2 separate regions of the Ovis canadensis genome follow, and region 1 is linked to region 2. A link is a contact called in public Hi-C data. All regions are on one chromosome and are shown on one strand. The core of a region is the stretch at or near the end of the contact, and the rest is flanking DNA. Distances in the headings are between cores, read along the strand shown. Region 1 holds the start of VEGFA (vascular endothelial growth factor A). Region 2 has its middle 32 kb from the start of MRPS18A.

Region 1 (2,724 bases), core at 81-2,580, 55 kb before region 2:
AGATCGTACGTGCGGTGACTCCGGTGGGTGGGCAGGGCCCGCGTGGGCGGTGAGACTCTATCCCGGTGCCCTCCCACCTAGCGCGCGCCCCCTCCCCCTACACCTACGAAGATAGAGGGGAAGCCGCGAGCCCGGTGCCCAAGGACCCGCGTGGGGCACGGAGTCCCCCACGCGCGCGCTCTCACGCACGTCCCCAGCCCTTACCTTGGCATGGTGAAGGTAGAGCAGCAAGGCAAGGCTCCAATGCACCCAAGAGAGCAAAAAGTTCATGGTTTCGGAGGCCCGGCCGGGGCCGGCGCGGCTCGCGCTCCCTCTCCGGCTCGGGCTGCGGGGCGGCCCGCTCTCCTCGGCGCCCAGGCGGGCTCCTCTTCCTCCCGGAGCCGAGGCCCGGGCCAGGGCCTGGGGCGCGCGCGCGGCTGGAGCACTGTCTGTGCACACAGCCGCCTCACCCGTCCATGAGCCCGGCTTCCGAGAGCCGAGTCGCCACCGCGGCCCCTTCTCCTCTTCCTTCTCTTCTTCCTCCTCCCCCTCCTCCGACTGCGGCTCCTCCCGGCCCGAGCGAGCACTTCTCCCGGTGCCGCTCGGCTCGGCTGCCCCGGCACGGACCACGGCTCCTCCGGAACGAGAACAGCCCAGAAGTTGGACGAAAAGTTTCAGGGCAACGTCGCGAGCCCCGACCCCCTCCACCCCGCCTCCGGGCGCGGGCTCCGGCTGCTGCCCGCGGCTCGCCGCCGCGTCCACCGTCGGCCGCCGGCCGGGGAGGAGGTGGGCGCTGGGGCAGGGGGCGGTGTCTGTCTGTCTGTCCGTCAGCGCTGCTGGTCCGACGCGGGATCCCGAGGGGGAGGGCTCACGCTGCGCTCTGGCGGTCACCCCCAAAAAACAGGTCACTCACTTTGCCCCTGTCCCTCTCGTGTCTCGCTCGTCAGCGCGCGCTCTCTGACCCGGTCTCTCTCTCTCCTTCACTTCTCTTTGGAGCTCTTGCTACCCTCTTTCTTCTCTGCCCGTTTCCAGAATCCGAAGTGATTTTGGGGGGGAGTAAAAGAGCAATCTCCCCAAACGGTCGGCCCGATTTAGTGGGGAATGGGAAGCAAAAATAAATTAAAACGGAAAAGAATACGGTTAAAAAAAAATGTTTCAGAAAAAAAGGAGGAGGGTAAACCCTGGATAAATGAATATCAAATTCCAGTGCGGAGACCCCTGGCCGGTGACCCCGCCGGTCCGTCCGCCTCTTCGATGCGTCTCCCGACCGAGCGCCGCTGCCGCCGGCTCCACTCGCCCCCCAACGCCGCAGCCTCGTCGCAGCCCGGCTGCCCCAAGCCTCTGCGCTCCTCACCGCTACGAGCAGACTAAAAAGAAGGCAGGCCCCGCCCCCTGGGCGTGTCGGGGCGGGGCCAGACCCAGCCTCAGCTCCTGGGTCCGTCCCCTCTGTGCCTCTGGCTACTACCTTCCCTGGGGACACCGACCGAAGCCCGGGCCCCCACCCACCCCAGCAAAGGGAGTGCTCGATCCCCACCAAGGCGCACAGCCTGAACATTACCTATCGGCCCCCTCTGCCGGGAGACACACACGCCCGCGCGGTATTTGCGGGGCGGGTACAGGAAAGTGAGGTTATGTGCGGTCAGGGCTCCAGAGCTATTCCCTTCTCTATGCTGGGAATATTGGAGGGGGCAGGGGTTTGAGGGAGTCGGACAGGGACGGGTGGAAAGAGAGACACACAGATCCGTTGGAATCCTGGGGTGACCCCTGCCTTCTCCACCCCCCGCCAAACACTCTCAACTACCCGCCCCCCCCAACACACATAGTCACAGGCGTCCTCACTCACGCAGACGCTGCATCCCAAGTTCACCCAGCTTCCCTGTGGTGGCTGAGCGCCCCCTAGTGACTATCGGATGCACACCCCATCTCAAGTTCAAGAGGCCTCAAGAAGAGGGTTGAGGGAGATTACCCCTGACACATCCCCCTCCACCCCCCGTTTCTGACCTCTCAAACAGTGGCACGTCTGGGACTCGAGTGGTCCCACGTGCACAAAGCCCAGTGCTGGGCACAGAGGGCATGATGTATCCATCCGGACTCTGTGCTCATCTCCCGGCCTCATCTGGCCGGCTGACATCAGAGTTAGCTGCAGCCAACAGGCTGGGGTGACTGGGGTCCTTTGGGAAGTGTTCAGGGAGGCTCCCCTGGGGGGAAGTATTTGGCACTATGTTTGTGGGGCTGAGAACAAGAAGCCATGTGGTTCTGGGGTTAGTCAATGGCCCAGAGAGAAGAGGACCTGTTGGAGCCCACGTATGCACTGTGGAGTCTGGCAGAGCCCAAAGGGAGAGGCAGCTGGGCAGACAGAGGCCCTTGTTTCTGCTTCTCCACCCCCCTCCCCCAGATGTTGCCAGGGAACTGAGGCCAGGGGGCTGGTGGGGGCGGTTGGAGGCCAGGGCTCGAGTGATGATTCAAACCTACTCACCAGCACTAAGGAACGTCAGTAGGCCAGCTGCCCAGAGCTCCCACCAGGCCGGAGGCCAAGGCTTCTATCAGTCCCAGTCCAGGCTCACAGCTCATCATCTGAACAGAACTGGGGCATTCTCCTCAGCAGCCCCCAGACCTTCAGGAGTCATTGCCTACTTCTTGCAGCTAGCAGCCTCTCCTCCCTTTTCCCCAAGTCCCCTCTGTTTCTTCAAAGCTCACCTCTTCCCCAACTCCCCATGTCTTCCCTAAGTGCCCCCCAAGACCCCC
Region 2 (2,818 bases), core at 243-2,742:
TGAGGGCACCTCGGGGCAACCTGGACTCCTCCCAACCTCTGGATCTCCTGTCCCCAGCCTCCCAGCCCCCCTCCCCACCCTGCTCCTCCCACGTCCTGAAATCTCCTGTTCTTAGTGCCCCTCTAGGGCCCTTGGCTTCCCCTCCCAGGGCCCCTCTGAACCCTTGAGCTATTGCCCATTTTTCTGACACGGTCCTCTCTTTAGGTGAGCCGGATTGAAAATGATGCAACCCAGCCCCTAACAGGTCTTGGAACCTTTCACTACTAATTGAAACATAGTAACAATAGCAACAAAAACCAGGGAGGGGCCCAGTATAATGAGCCTGGATTTTAGGGTCTAATAGGTCTGGGTTCATGTTGACCCATGTGACCCTGGACGGTCATTCAGCCTCTCTGATCCTCAACTTCTGCTCATAAAAATGGGGGTACTCATAGTTAATTTCCAGGTTGCAAGGGTAAAATGGCACAGCTTCTGAAACAAGGTAGGTGTTTTCTGAATGGTAAAAATGTACTACATGCCAGGCACCACGTCAAGTGTTTTGCATAGATTAACTTATTCAACTCTAATAATAGCTCCATGAAACAGAAACCATTGCATGGCCAAGAGAGCTGAGCAGTGTGCCTTGGGTTCCCTAGCTGGTAAGTGGCTGAATTGGGATTCAATTCCAAGTGCTTAGAATTCAGCCCCTGATCTCTGCCTCCACCACTGGCAGTATAGCCAAGGTCGATAGTATCAGGATTAATATTAGTAGAGAAAAAGTGTGCTTATGTAAATTTTGGAAGGGAAAGTGTATCAAGAGTATAGTTTTAATCTTATTTGGGCTTCATTTTAAAACTTTTTTTAAAGCCTCAGTTATTATATGGATTTGTTAGCTTTGGGGAAGAGATGCAAATTTGGGACCAGCCCTAGAGGCTCCATGTTTGCGTGACTGGCATTGGTCGTCATCTCCAGAGCCTTGCTGGAGATGAACCATAGCACCAGAGCCCATGCTTCATCGTCAGTCTCGACCCAAAGATGTCACTATTCCTAGTTACCTGTCACCACATAACCAGCATTTATTGGAAACTTTTCCCGAAATAGGATAGAACCGCTCATTTGTCTCTTCCAAGTCATTTAAGCTTAGTGATATAAATGAAGTAATAATCAGGGATTTCGCTGGTGACTCAGTGGTTAAGACTCTGAGCTCACAGTGCAGGAGCCATGGGTTTGATCCCTGATCAGAGAACTAAGATCCTGCATGCCGCATGGTACAGCCTAAAAACAAAATAAAGTAACAGTTGGATGTTAATTAAAAAAAGTTTTAAAGGCATAGTAAGCAGCTGGGCCACAGGGGTTTTCCCTGCAGGTGCAGCACAGAAGTCTTCCTTGCCCTGCTCACATGGATTTGCATGAAGCTCTTGAGTAGGGATCTGCCCAGCTGCCTTGGCAGTCCTGAAGTCTGGGACACAGAGGCCAGCTCCTCCCAGCCTCCAGCCCCTGCAGGAGGCTCCTTCGGCTCTCTCGTGCCCTGGCACATCTGGAAGCTGTTAGCCTCCATCCCTTCTCGCACCTCCCCCTCCCTGCTCCAGCTGTTCTTGGTGGCTAATTCTGGGAAAGACCCCCTCAGCCACGGATGCCTGCAGAGTGGGCGGTGGGGGAGGGGGGCCTCCCCACCGTGTGGGTGAGGTGGGAGGGAGGTGGGCAGGCTGCAAAGGGTGCATGTGTGTCACCCAGAAGAGCTGGTCTCCTCCTCCCTCAACCGTGCAGACAGTCTGCCTGCCCTCGGGGTTACTAGGGGTTGAGTAATGAGGAGGAAAGAGAGAGGGAGGAGGCAGGGGAGAGTGTGGAGGGAGACCGGGGACAGAGACGGAGAGAATGTTTCTACTGGAAGAAATCTGCAAAAAGTCATCCGATATTGTCTATCCCCCTGTTGCCTGGAGGTCATGACAGCAACCACATCGTGTAGCGGACAGAGGGCAGCCTTTGTGGTTGAGCAGAGCTGGGTCACAATCCTGGCTCCTTCACTGTTGGTCCATGTGACTTTTGAGCAAGGTCCTTACCCTCACCAGGTCTAAGCAGCCCCAGCTGTGCAATGGGACGATGGCACTGCCCTCGCCAGAGGGTTCACTGGTTTGGTTTACACCCAAGATCACTGCCTGCCCCCTCTCTAAGAACCACAGGAAACTGCATGGGATGCCTTCCCCTGACTCCACACCCTGCCCCACTTTCTGGTCTCACTCACTGTGGCTTCATCCAGTTCACTCACTCCCCCACCTTGCCTGGACCCACTATGAAAGCCAGGCCCTGCCCAGATGGAGCCTGACCCTCCTTCCACTCTGCCCAGTTCTGCCCTCCTCACTTTCTAAACTTGCTGAAGACCTTCTGCCGAGGGAGACTGCCCCCAAATCTCCCTCTATCCCATAGTAAATGTGACCGTGGGGAGGTTATTGAACATCTCTGAGACTCAGTTGTCCTAGGGGTTAAAAATCAGCACCGCTGCAAAGATACGACATGTCATCATCACAGAAATTCTGGAAACTATGGTTTCTTCGCCATCGTTCTATAGATATGGAGAGGACACATGCTGACATTCATTAAACCCCTGCCACACAACAAGCCATGTGCTGTGCCTGGAAGAAAAGCTGAGGAAATTCTGGATTCTTCTCTTAAAAGATGTGGGCTTGAAAAGGCCAAGGACAGGTTAATATCTCCTGTGGGTGCTGCTGCGTAAGGACCGTGTCCCCAGGCCACAGCACAGCCTGCCCTGCCTGTTGTCATCCTGGCTGGGACACTCAGAGCTGCTCAGTCCCAAGCCAAGAAACTGATCCGAGCACCTGCA

The links. Hi-C and Micro-C count contacts between places; a contact is called where the count stands out from the background.
Region 1: a Hi-C map of fibroblasts shows a contact between it and region 2, with 5 times the contacts expected there. The contact joins the promoter of VEGFA here to the enhancer-like site in region 2. A contact is called at or near these places in 2 of 2 Hi-C or Micro-C datasets (fibroblasts and lung).

The regions. Positions count from the first base shown.
Region 1 is chr20:32,345,044-32,347,767 of ARS-UI_OviCan_v2, reverse strand. It overlaps VEGFA (vascular endothelial growth factor A), which reads right to left and starts at 1,330. Exons shown (of 8, transcript XM_069564604.1): 1 at 205-1,330. The coding sequence starts at 270.
Region 2 is chr20:32,290,050-32,292,867 of ARS-UI_OviCan_v2, reverse strand. No RefSeq gene overlaps it. Among named protein-coding and RNA genes, the nearest start is that of MRPS18A, 32 kb to the right of the region's middle. Within about 2 kb of position 1,492, the one cell type or tissue checked has open chromatin away from gene starts, as enhancers often do. A contact at or near this core is called in fibroblasts, where this site is marked.